2 separate regions of the Canis lupus genome follow, and region 1 is linked to region 2. A link is a contact called in public Hi-C data. All regions are on one chromosome and are shown on one strand. The core of a region is the stretch at or near the end of the contact, and the rest is flanking DNA. Distances in the headings are between cores, read along the strand shown.

What was found. A called contact is a pair of places that touch in the nucleus more often than the background predicts.
Region 1: a contact with region 2 is called in a Hi-C map of blood, with 5 times the contacts expected there. The contact joins the promoter of ZBTB17 here to the promoter of SZRD1 in region 2. A contact is called at or near these places in 2 of 9 Hi-C or Micro-C datasets (both in blood).

The regions. Positions count from the first base shown.
Region 1 is chr2:81,134,438-81,141,316 of UU_Cfam_GSD_1.0, forward strand. It overlaps ZBTB17 (zinc finger and BTB domain-containing protein 17), which reads left to right and starts at 1,673. Exons shown (of 16, transcript XM_038531900.1): 1 at 1,673-1,821. The coding sequence starts at 1,815.
Region 2 is chr2:80,829,985-80,836,370 of UU_Cfam_GSD_1.0, forward strand. It overlaps SZRD1 (SUZ domain-containing protein 1), which reads right to left and starts at 4,593. Exons shown (of 4, transcript XM_038531860.1): 1 at 4,486-4,593. The coding sequence starts at 4,536. LOC111093873 (a long non-coding RNA gene) reads left to right here and starts at 3,851. Exons shown (of 4, transcript XR_005356137.1): 1 at 3,851-4,117; 2 at 5,246-5,403; 3 at 6,309-6,386.

The DNA.
Region 1 (6,879 bases), core at 423-2,922, 300 kb after region 2:
TCTGTGACGATCATAAATAAATAAAAAATTAAAAGAAAAAAAGAGTGAAGTCAATTACTGGTAAGCTTTTTAGTTTCCCAAGTGATTGTGAAGGAGGAGTAGTGACTTGGCCAGACCAGCATTTGTTGAAGTTCCTCTTCTGGCTAGTGATCATGAATTTGTAGGAACAGTCTATCTTTTGGGGTACTTTGTCCAGCTGTGCATGGTTGCTTGGATACAAGAAAAAAGAAGAGGAAAGTTGGATTTACCCAGGGTTGGAAAGCTCACCAAATCCATATGACAAGAGGACGAGGGAACAAAGAAGTTCAGGGTGGTGGCAAGACTATTGTTAAAACTCATGGGAAACAGGGGTGCCTCAGTGGCTGAGTCAGTTAAGTATCTGCCTTGGGCTCAGGTGTTGATCCCAGGTCCCCAGGATAGAGCTCAGGTCATGATCCCAGTGTCCCAGGATGGAGCTCAGGTCATGATCCTTGGGTCCCAGGTTGGAGATCAGGTCATGATCCCTAGGTCCTGGAATCCAGCTGGAATCCATTGAGCTCCCTACTCAGCGGGAGCCTGCTTTTCCTTCTCTCTTTGCCCCTCCCCCCCCCCCCCCCCCCCCCCGCCGCTTGCTCTAATAGATAAATAAAATCTTAAATTTTTTATTTTTTTTAATTTTTATTTATTTATGATAGTCACACAGAGAGAGAGAGAGAGAGAGAGAGAGAGAGGCAGAGACAGAGACATAGGCAGAGGGAGAAGCAGGCTCCATGCAGGGAGCCCGACGTGGGATTCGATCCCGGGTCTCCAGGATCGCGCCCTGGGCCAAAGGCAGGCGCCAAACCGCTGCGCCACCCGGGGATCCCTTAAATTTTTTTAAAAAAGATTTTATTTATTCATTCATGATACACACACACACACACACACACACAGAGGCAGAGACACAGGCAGAGGGAGAAGCAGGCTCCAGACAGGGAGCCCAATGCGGGACTCGATCCCAGCAACCGCAGAGCCACCCAGGTGTCCCAGATAAATAAAATCTTAAAAAAAAAAAAAAATCTCATGGGATATAAACAGAATCAGAGGTGAAGAAAAGAGAAAGCCCGCGTCCTGTGAGGACGTAGGGAAGTCTGGGGCGCGGAGGTGCTGAAAAGTTGGCAGAGGCCACAAGGGACTGCTCGAGTCTGCAGACACTTTTGCTTCCAGCATCCTCGTTCACACCCAGGCTAATCCTGGATCTGCCCTAAATAGCAAATGGGGCAATGGTTGGCTCGGAAGGGCAGAAAGACACGCGGGGATCTGCAGCCCCGGAGGTGCAACCAGGTCCTGTGCTCCTCCGCCTGGAAGACGTGACAATGGGCGGTTCATTGGCTCTTCCTGAGCCTCCTTTGCCTTCTTCCAAGGGGGAGAAAAGACTCTCCTCCGCGTAGCGAGATTTAATGAGCTCGTGCACGGGAGGTGCTCAGCGCAGCGCCGGGCGCACAGGAAGCGCTGAACGCGGGGAAGCTGTGACTGTAATGGTTGGAACAGAAAACCAAGCAAGGGTTACGACGAGGACGAGTCGAGGCGCCCAAGTGCCGTAATAGAGAACTTCGGGATGCGGAGGCGCATGCGCGGGGCCGCGGTTCTCGGGGCAGCGCGGGCGCTGCGCATGCGCCGGGCCGCGGTTCCCGTCCAGCGCGGGCGCTGCGCATGCGCCGGAAGTCGCAGCCGGGAAGCCGGCGAGGTCGGTTCCGCCCGACTCTGACATGGCGGCGCCCTTTGTCTGCTCTGAAGTGCCGTCCCCGGCCCTCTCGCGGCCGTGATGCACCTCCCTCTACGGTGGGGTCCGGGACATGGCAGGTGAGGGTCAGCAAGCGCCCGGGGCTGGGCAAGTCCCGGGAGCCGGGCGGAGGCGGCGAGGGATGGGGCGCGGCGGGAGGCCGGGGACGGTTGTGTGGGGGAGGGGAGGGGACGGCGGGGACCCCGCGGGGCAGCTGGGGGGAGGAGGGGGGAGAGCGGGCCGGCAGTTCCTGCGGGGGAGCGCGAGTCGGCCCCCGGCTCGGGTGACGCCCCCGCCGCCCGGCTGTCAGCGCCCCTGCACCCCGCGCCGCGGCGGGGGCGGCTGTGCGGCCGCAGGGCGGGGGCCGCGGGACCGGGAGGTGCTGCCCCCTACAAGGTGACTTCATTCATTCATTCCTTCCGCAGACGGTGGCTCGGCACCCGATAGGTTGTGAGGATCGAGCCAGCGCTCGCGGTGCAGTGGTTCAAAGTATGACCCGTGGAGCCGGGCGGCCCTGTGCTCGCCAGCTGCGTCCTGGACGAAGCTCGGGAGGCTCTCGCTCTCTGCCTCAGTTTCCTCCTCCTTAAAGCAGAGACGATCCTACAGGCTGCTCCCTGGGGTTGCCAGGAAGAGCAAATAAGGCAATAGGTGCAGAGTGCGGAGATCCCTAAAGGGCTCTTAGGGGAGTGCAGGCGAGAAAAGCGTTGTATTCTCGGCTGAAGATGGGAGCTTGTGACAAAGCTTAGGAGCTAGTGTGATAGTTAAGGTCTGTGCCTGGAGGACGGAGCTGAAAGGTAAGACGAAAGACGCTGGCTGCGGCCTGGTCCTCTGGGGCCGTGTGAACCTAGTTAAGGAGTTTTCAGTTTTAGGTTAATGGGAAGCCATGGGAGAACCAGATTCGTGGATGTGAAGGATGCATTAAAGGGTACAGGCCTGGAGGCCAATTAACAGGCCGCTAGAGTAATCCTATCTACAAAGGATGCGTGGCCTCCAGTCCGGTTAGAGGGAGACAGTGGAGAGGGAGGTTTCGGAGCATTGACCGAACCTGGTGATGAGTTAGATGAGGAAGTTGGAGGTCAGCGAGAGGTCAGAACTGACCTCCTAGTCTTGATGGGCAGGTGGCGATAGCACTCAGTGTGATCAGTGTGATCGGAGCCGGATGGGGAGCAGGTGTGAGGAGGGAAGGTGCATTTAGTTTTCAACACGTTGAAAGCAGGTGCCTGTAAAACATTCGAGTGGAGCTGTCCAGCGGTGAGCTAGCAGTTGTCATCCACTTAAAAAGTCCCTCAGAAAAAAATAAAATAAAAAAAAAAAAATAAAAAGTCCCTCAGGTTGTGGGAGGGGGTGTGCTTACCGAGGGCAAGGGTGTGAAACGAGAAGCAAGAGCACTTGAGACATCCCTGGGGAAGGCTAACGCTGTAGCGTCGCAGGAACCCGGGCACAGTCTTGTCGCTCTTGCTTTACAACATTGTGTTATATGTCTTTTCGGTAAGCAGGAATTTCTAAGTGTAGGCAGTGGGAGCGGGGTTACTCATCTTTGTGTCCCAGGCTCTGGCACAGTGTCTGACGTGCAGCCGGCCGAGGATGATCCAAACAAATTTGTACCGAGCGTCTCCATTGTGCCAGGCTCCGTGCTCAGGGCTCTGGATTTACCTGTGTTTCTTGGACGCGTAAAAGGGCAGCTCTTAGGGAGCTGGTGCCTTTCGGGTTCTCATCAGATTTTCCACTTGGGTGTCTTTGATTCAGGTAATGAGCTGGAGGAGGAGAGCCAAGCTGGAGTTTACGCAGACAAACTGTCAGAAAAGAGTAGCCTGGGCTACTTGGAAATCTGAGGTATGTCTGTAATGCTCAAGGATGAAACAGACCAGGAGGTCAGTTTGTTTGTCCTTCTCTAGGCTCAGCATGACTCAGATCACCCTTTCAAGATAGTTTTTTTTTCTTTCTTTCAAGTTATAAAGTAATGACTACATCTGAGTTTGATTGGGAAATTGTGGCTGTCATTATGTTTGGTTTACCCACAAAGACCACACTATGTTAGTCACTGGGCAAATGCTCACACTTTGTTTTAATCACACACAACCTAACATGCGCTAGCAAGGCAATCCTAAAGTACAATGGCTGAAACAAACTCAAAGTATATTCCTCTCCTCTTAAAAACCTGGAAGTAGGCAGTCCAAGAACTGGTAGGTCATCTTGCTCTGTTCCATGAAGTATCTGGGAACAGGGTTCTAGTGACCATGTGGCTCTCCTTGCTCAAAACCAGGCTTCCATCTCACGGTCGAAGCTGGCTGCTGCAGCTCCTGCCATTGTGTATGTACTCCAGCTGGCAGAAGGGGAAAGACAGAGTGGGGAGCACATGTTCATTCCTTTTAAGGTTCTGATGTTTAAAGATACATATTTTTGTAAAAAATGTCCCCAAACATAAGCATCTGGTATACAAACCAAAGAACGAATCATGACTGTTCCAGTACTGGAGGGAAAGCTGGCTGAGAGAGCCTGCTCCGTCCCTCGGGTGACTGGATTGCTGTCTCTGGGGCTTGGGCTCAGCCTGAGGGGAACCCACTGCATTGGTGCAGGAGGGCTGGGCATTCTCCCCATGCCTCTGTCTCCCCACGGCAGGCTGCTCTGGCTTTGAGTAGGTTGATGTTGCTTGCGCCCGGAGAGTCCAGGCTTATTTATGCATTCAGCTTTTTCTGTGCCCAGCACATGTGACACTGCGCTAGATGCTGGGGATGTAAGACTGGATCCTGGGAGCGAGGAGCTCTTAGCCATGTGGATGATCACGATACAATGCAAAAAGCACCACGGGGGAGGCGCGCGGGAGAAGGATGACTGATTTTGGAAGGCTCTGCTGAAGTGGGGGAGATTAAGAGTGAACGGCATGTTTGGATTTACATCTGTAGAGGTCTCCTCAGATAGAGGCAGCAAGGACCCTGGTGTTGGTTTTGCATCCTTGCTTCCCTGCTTGGTGGCTCTGTGTCTTGAGGGCCAGGTACTTTACCACTGCGCCTCCCGTTTCCTCATCTGTCAAAGAGGGATAATAGTATCAAGCTCACAGAATTGTTTAGAGAACTACGAGAGATCAAGCCTGTACATCACAGGATTGGCCACATAAAGGTGAATTACCTCCTGCTGCGAGGTGAGGGGTGCTTCGAAGCCAGAGAGCCAGTGAGGATTGCAGTAAAGCAGACCCAAATCCATAGTGATGCTGGTGTGCATCCTCCCTCAAGGCAGGAATTATCCAGATTGTGCAGAGGGGATCAGCGACTACTCTTGAGTTCTACCAAGCTCTCTATTTAAAGGTGTCCATCTGTGGATTCTCAGAGACCATACTCTGAAAGGTCTGGTGAGGGGTCCTTTGGGAAGAAAAGGATTGCCTCTGCCTGTTTAATTCCTGCAAGCTCAGATGCTTCTGGGAAGCCTTCTCCGGTCCTGCCCAGCCACCCACCCCAGCTAAGTTTGGAGCTCCTCCTCCGTTGATTTCTTAGCATCCTGCACTGATCTCTTGATGCAATTCATATCTCACATTATAATCGTAGGTTTCTATGTCTCCCTGTTAGCCCACCAGCATCTTGCAGGCAGGGACAGGGGATCGTTTCTCCTGGTAGTCCCACTGCATAGCTTATTTCCTGGCACATAGCCGGTGCTCAGTAACTGTTGTTGGATGGACAGATGGTCAGCCTTGATTAGCTGAAGAGGAACTGGCAGTTAAGCTGGTGAGAACTCCAGTGTGACATGGGGTTGGTGTGCTATTGTTTGAGGAGAGGAGAACCTGATGGTTTATTTGGTATCTGTGCGGTGTATGGATGTAACCATGGTGAACTCCAAGACCTGAGCTATGAGAATGTGCACAGCAGCACTGTCTCAGCAAAATACCAAAGACAACCCAGTCTATTCTCTGTCTTTCTGTCTTTTTCCACTAGAGCATGGTTTCTCAGCCCGGATGTTCTTGACATTTGGGGCTGCATAAACCTTTGTCTTGGGCTGAGCTGTGTACTTTAGGATGGTGATGGCATCCCTGGCTTCCACCCATAGATGACTGTAATACCCACCCACCTCCAGCTGTGGTAGTGGGGTATGTCTCCAGACATTGCCAAACATTTCCTGGGACCAGATCGTCCACATCTAGAACCCTGCAGTAGAGAGTACTGGTTAGAAACATGAACTTCGGGGCACCTGGGTGGCTCAGTCAGTTAAGTGTCTGCCTTTGGCTCCGGTCATGATCCTGGGGTCAAGCCCCTTTGTCTGCTTCTCTTTCTCTGCCCCTCTCTGTGTCATTCTCTCTCTTTCTCAAGTAAGTAAAAATCTTAAAAAAAAAAAAAATTATAAATTAGACATACCTGGGCTCATGCTATTCTTATACTTACTAGATGTGTGCCTTTGGGCAAAATACTTGGCCTCTCCAAGCCTCAGTTTTCTCACTTGTAAAGTGGGGATACTGATGACCTCGCATATAACTTCATTGGCTAGAATTATTGATGAGGTAATGCATGTAAAATGCTTTCTCGAGTCCCTGATTCCATCATTGGTAACTGGTGTTGTTATATGTTAGGAGAAGAGGACCCTTGAAAGGGTCAAGAAAAAGTGTGCAGAGGAAGAAAAAAAATGTTTGGTAGAGGAATATGCCCAAGGTACACAAATCAGAAGGTTCTAAAGAATGCACCGTGGAGAGGTGCCTGGGTGGCTCAGTGGTTGAGTGTCTGCCTGCCTTTGGCTCAGGATGTGATCCCAGGGTGTTGGGATCGAGTCCTGCCTCTGGCTCCTTGAGGGGAGCCTGCTTCTCCCTCTGCTTATGTCTCTGCCTGTCTCTCTCTCTCTCTCTCTCTCTCTCTGTGTCTCTCATGAATAAATAAATCTTAAAAAAAAAAAAAAAAAAAAACTATGGAGAGGTGCCTGAGGGATGCAGTTGGTTGAGCATCTGACTCTTGGTTTCAGCTCAGATCATGATCTCAGTCGTCAGATCGAGTCTTGTGTCAGGTTCCAGGCTCAGTAGACAGAGTCTGCTTGACATTCACTCTCCCTCTAGCCCTTCCTGCCCTTCCCACTCATACTATCTCTCTTTAAAGTAAATAAATAAATCTTAAAAACAAAAAGTGACACCATGGAGTCTTCCGAGCCTGACCCAGTTCCCCTCTCAG
Region 2 (6,386 bases), core at 3,343-5,842:
TTCCATTCAGCCCTGCCAACCCCCTACCCTACAGCCAGAAAGAAGTATTTGAGTATTCGTAGCTCTCCCAATGCAATGCGGCACATTCTTCTCTTGCTATCTACATGCACATTGGGCCTTTATCTACCCACCCCTCCCAGACTTACTACAACTTAATTAAGGGTCCTTTGAAGGATCACCTTCTCTACAGAACTGTCTCTGATCTTAGCCATGGTACCCCATCTATGCCTCTTCCAAAGAAAGTGCTGCCTTACCCATCCGACTCCTCTACTGGACTGTGCCCAGTGCCTGGTACACAGTCAGTATGCAGTGCTGACTGAGACCTTCCTATAGTAGACTTGTATGCCACCCAGTATCACTGATGGGATAATGTTTAGAGGCCTAAAGAGGGTAGAAAGTAAACATAAATTTGAATTTAGTCTAGAAGGCCAGTCATCCTTTTTAACTTGATACATTTTCTTCCAATTAGCTACATGACTTGCCCTTGCCAAAAACAAAAAGCAACTTTTGATATGCAAAGAAATCAGACAGGCTGCCAATACATTATAATAACTACCAGTCTAATTCCATTTGTGTACCATCTATCTTCCCCTAGGATTGGGTTAGCCCATAACCTACAAGATGGACTAGCTTATGTCTCTTTTTTTTTTTCCTGGTCTAAACAAGTGAATATATAAAGCTTCAAACTGTCAGAAATTGAGCAAACTGTTGATTTGATTTTTTAAAAAGATTTTATTTATTTATTTGAGATAGTGTGAGTGAACACAGGAGAAGAGAGGAGGCAGAGGGAAGAGAAGCAGGCTCTCCACTGGGAAGGGAGCCCGATGTGGGGCTCAATCCCAAGACCCTGGGATCATGACCGAACAAAAGGCAGATGCTTAACTGACTAAGCCACCCAGGCACTCGATTTGATTTTTTTTCTTTTCCCAGAGCACAAAGATGTCTTCTCATTATAAAATGCTCCCCTGAAATGTGCTTAAGACAAAGGGTAGAATTTAAAGTTTGAATGAACATTAATTCAGTTGACATTTTCATTTCTCCCAAAGGCAGTATATTTTTATTTTTTAATTTTTTTAAAAAGATTTTTATTTATTCATGAGAGACAAAGGCAGAGACACAGGCAGAGGGAGAAGCAGGCTCCTTGCAGGGAGCCCAAAGTGGGACTCAATCCTGGGTCTCCAGAAACACGCCCTGAGCCAAAAGTAGATACTCAACCACTGAGCCACCCAGGTGTTCTCAAGGCAGTATATTTTTAAAGAAGCATTTCCTTAGTGGAATATAAGCTATATTCCTTGAATTGTCCTTTGATTGGGGATGTAACTCCTTGGGAGGAAACAGGCAAAGGAACAATTCTGTATTAGGTCAGTGTTCATACTAAAAGCAAAAAAGCAGCCTATTTACAGACCACCTGAAATATTTCTCAAAGCCTTCCTCAGAATGACACAATAGGACTCAATATTGAGTATTTTGAAGATATGCAAGAAAAAATGACCTCATAATTATGGACACATAAGACATTCCAGCATGATGTCAAAATTTTTTGTGGTGATTAGAGCCTCTACTTTCAAGGACTAGACCTCTAGATCATATAAAGTTAGAGTGATTACTTTATAAATTACTTTATAAATTTATAAAGTTAGAGTGATTACTTTATAAATTAATTAGCTGATGTCCATTTGCTAGTTTTCTTACCACCCAGGATGTTTTTTTGGAAAGGTGGGTACTTGACACTCATTACCATGTATCAGTTGGAAGACAGGATAAACAGAAGGTAAGATTTTTACATACACAACTGGCTACATCTGAAAGACATGTACAGTCAGTTGGTTTGCCAGTGGTGTGAACATTCCCTCCCTGGCTCCTCTCCTGCAAAAGTGTACATTTACAAAACCCTTTGTGAAATTCAAAAAGGGAATCAAATTTAAGAGAGCTTTTAAATATAAGCCGAAAGCAAACATCTTAAAAAAGAAAGGTGGGGATGCCTGGGTGGCTCAGCGGTTTAGCGCCAGCCTTTGAGCCACGACAGGATCCTGGAGACCCAGGATCGAGTCCCATATCAAGCTCCTTGCATGGAGCCTGCTTCTACCTCTGCCTGTGTCCTTGCCTCTCTCTTTCTCTGTCTCTCATGAATAAATGAATAAAATTTAAAAAAGAGAGAGAAAAAAAAAGAAAGGCAATGCCCAACTCCCAAGTTTTCTTCCAGATCTCAGGCAAAGAGATGGCAAATTGCTACAGATTGAACCCTTCTTTAGAGTCAAGATAGGCTTGGTGTCAAATCCCAGCTCCCTACTTACTATCTGTGCGACTTTGAGCAAGATAGGTTACTCCCTAAACCTCAGTTTTCTTATTATAAAAGGAGAATACCTCTACAGCTCATTTCAATAGTTCAATTAAAAGAAATAAAAAAAAACTTGCATTTGGGCAGTTACCGCACATTGTTATCACCAAGGAAGGCAAGGTTTGGGTTCCATCTCTGTACCTGGCACTTTTAAACGGTTTTAGTGAAGTATAGTAGAAAGAACACCGGAAGCGTCGGAAAGATCTAAGTTAAATCTTATACCCTTGGGATTCATTCAGCTGTAAAACGTGGGACTGGGCTAGCTGATCCCTAAGTGAATCACACGTTCCGAAAAACAAAAGTAACCTCCCCCCCCCCATTTCTGAATCCTGCATTCATTCTTGTTTTCATTTTTCTTCTTTAACCGTGAAATACTCATGTCCCTTGTGAACAGGTGAGAAAAACCAAAGAGAGGCCAAGATGCTCGAGCAACTTATCATTTGAGTCACACTCAAATTGTAGGCCATGCTTCTTTGAGGGAGGGTGCACGTGAAGGGTGTCTGAATGATGCCCTCCTATTAGTGGTAGGCAATAAACGCCTGCACCCGGAAACTTTGCATTCTCTGGCACGAAGTCACTTCTAAAGCACACTGCCCTACCTAGCACAGAGACACCAAAAAAAAAAAAAAAAAAAAAAAAAATGTTTGTCGAATAAATTACCCAGATGACACCTGTTGCTGCTGCTCCCTACAAAACCTTTCCATTGCTCGCCTGACTCGAGTCAAAAATCCAAGAGAGATGGCCAGCACGTGACTGTGCCAAACACCTTCTGAGCGAATTAATTCTTCAAATCCTTAATGATGCCAAGTGGAAAAACATAAAACACCGTGAAAGAAATGCTGAACCACCGGAAAAAGAAAAAAAAAAAACAGGGAAGAAAAAAAAAAAAAAAAAAAAAAAAACCTTCGAAGCGAAGCCAAGTTTCAACATTCCCGCAGAGATAGTCCCACTGCTGCAGAGGGGTCGATGTGTCGGCCTCCTCCAGCTCCGATGAGCACCCTCAGAGGCGCTGGGGGGGGGGCGGGTGGACCCCAGCTCCTGTTCCACGCCCCCCACTCCCGACACATAAACCCTGAAGGTGGGGGGGCCACTCGAGCCAACACGGAGCGGACACGAACACGAGGAGGCCGGGGGGGGGGGGGGGCCTCTCCGCATCCTCAGCAGGCGCCGCCGCACAACCGCACACTCTGAAACACCCCCAAAAAGCCGATCGCCAAGCCAACCAACCTAACAGACACTCGGCTGCGGCTGTTCCAGCTCGGGATAAACTCTCCTCCTACACAGCTTCAGAGAGTCCCAACCAAAAAAACTCCAAAAAAGCAGAATCGAACGGTCCGCTCCCCCCCCACCCCCTCCCCTCCCCTCCCCTCCCAGGAATGCGGCTACTTTACAGATCGCGAGCTCGCCCGGAGACCTTCGCCCCCGGGGCCGGGGCGGGGGCGGGGGAGGAGCTGGGGGGGGGGCGCTCGGGTCGTTGGGTGGTTCCCCGGGGAGAGGGGCTGCCCGCCGGGCTTTCGGTTGTTGCACAAGGGGTCCCCGGGAGACCCGCCAGCCGCGGGCTCTCAGAGTAAAAGTGAAAAAGAAAAGAGAGGAGGAAAAAAAAAAAAAAAAAGAAAAGCCCAGACTCGCCCACCGCGGCGGAAGGCGCAAAGCAAAGGGGGATTTTTCCGCACAGAGTGGAGGGGCCCAGAGCCGACTCGATTTCCCCTCCTGCCCCCGCGCGCCGCCCGGGCCCACATGGTGCGCGGCTCAGCATCAGAGCGCAGGAACTTTAAAATGGTGACTCGGGCGCGGGTGGGGGTGTCTGGCGGCGACACCCTGGAGAGGGAGGCTCAGAGAGTCCCCGGGACGAGCGAGCGGACGCGGGAACCTGGAGAGGAGGCCCCGGGGGGCGGGTGGGGAGCCCCGGGTGACGCGCACGTCGCGGGGATGCAGGGAGGCGCACCGGGCAGAGGTGGAGGGAGAAATGGAACGCGGCCCCTTTAAGAGGCCTTCACGGCGCTCAGGGACCGGGGGCCTCTCGTCCACCCCCGGCCCGGCGTGTGGGGCCCTTCCTCGGGGAGAACCATCCCCAGGCCCGCTCCCCGGAGGCTTCCCTCCCGCCAGGTCCCGCCCGGCCCTGCCCCGCGGCGGCGACTCCTCCTTACCCCGCTGTCTGCCGCCTCCTCCCAGCTCTCAGCGACCTCCTCATCTTCCATCTTACTCGCCGCTTTCCCTCCTCCCCCACCCCCTCCCCGCGCCTGCGCCCTGAAGCGCGCCTCCGTCGCGGGCGCCGGCACGCAAGGCTTTCCTCAATGGACCCCGCCCCTTGCCCAGCCCGGAAGTGGCCCCAGAGGCCGCGCCCCCCGCCCCCACGAGCTCCGCGGAAGCCATCTTGGAAAGGGGCAGAGGAACCAGAAAGCTGCCATTTTTCTTAAGGGCAGCGTGTTAAGTCTCGTAGCGGACGGGAGAGCCCGTGTGAAGTCATCGTCTTGAGTGCGGAAGGTGTGTTCTTTGGAACCATCTTTTCTAAGGGCAGGCAGTCGCTGAAAACTTTTTTTTCTTCTTTAAGCCAGTCGTAATCTTCATAAACCGCAGGTTACATTTTTTTTTTTTCCCCAAAGCTCTGAAAATATTTTGTATCCCACCGGAGGATGAAAAATATCTGCTGATGCATGACACATTATTTCTGCGTAATAGTGTGAAAATGTTTACAGGTTTTCCTGCACGTAGAGCAAATATTCCAAGCATCTGTTAACCCTCCACTGTAAAAACGTGGTTAGATCATAATTCTGGCACCTGAGCTGGGCAACCAGCACGACTAAAGTTCTCCTGGGTCATTAAATGAGAGATGCATTCATCAGCATTTCCTTAAAAATTTACTTAGGCATCTTCCTAAACAGTATTTCTCTTTTATTTTTTCTCCAGTGCCAAGGTAGAGATCTTGAACTTTAAAAAGTGTGACTTCGGATACTTCCAACTTGAACAAGCTCATGTGATCTTATGCAAGTTACTTAAGATGTCTGTGCCTCGGTTTCCCCAAGTGTACAAAAAAGGAGATGATAATAGTAGCAGCTGCTTCAAAGGTTGGTTGTCAGAATTAAACTAGCTACTATGCAGAAAAGCATAGGACTGTGCTTGACCCACAGTAAGACTTACAGAGGTTAGCTATTATCATCACAGGGGGTGTCTTGCACCAAAGAACACTTGACATTCTCTCATTCGTTCTTTCCCAAAACTCAAAACCAAGGGAAAAGTAAACACCATCTATTTTTATTCTCACTGATGTGTTCCTATAGGCCTCTCAGTATCAAGACTGCCATTTGGTAGTATTGGATTTAGCTGTTGTAATCCAATGATCTAACCTGACCTGTGTTTCTCTCCTGTTTTTAGCATGCCATTAATCTTTCTAAAGTAACAGCTTCCTGTTGAGAATTTTTGCAGTTGTATTTCTAATCATTATTACAAACTGCAATCATGTATTAAATGTTACCAGCCTTTAGGGGCGCCTGGGTGGCTCAGTGGTTGAGTGCTTGCCTTCGGCTCAGGATGTGATCCTGGAGTCCCAGGATCAACTTCCACATTGGGTTCCCTGAATGGAGCCTGCTTCTCCCTCTGCCTATGTCTCTGCCTCTCTCCCTGTGTCTCTCATGAATAAGTAGATAAAAATCTTTTTTAAAAAAGTTCTTTTTTTAAAAAAAAGATTTTTATTTATTTATTTGAGAGAGAGCATGAGCAAGGGAGAGGAGCAGAGGGAGGGAGAAGCAGATTCCTGCTGAGCAGGAGCCCCACATGGGGCTTGACCCCAGGACCCCAGGATCATGACCTGAGTCAAAGGCATACACTCAACCAACTGAGCCACCCAGGCGTCCCTGTTACTAGTCTTTAAAAGATAAAATGACATGCTTGGTAATTCTCTGGTTTCATGATTTCCTGTCTTTGAAATATGCATCATCTCTGGGCGTGTCCTCAGTCTGACATTTTTATCTAGATGCTCATGGCGTGAACCACCTACTAAACACTAAAGATTCCCAAGTTGATTTCCAGTCCTGATCTCACCTGGTGTTTC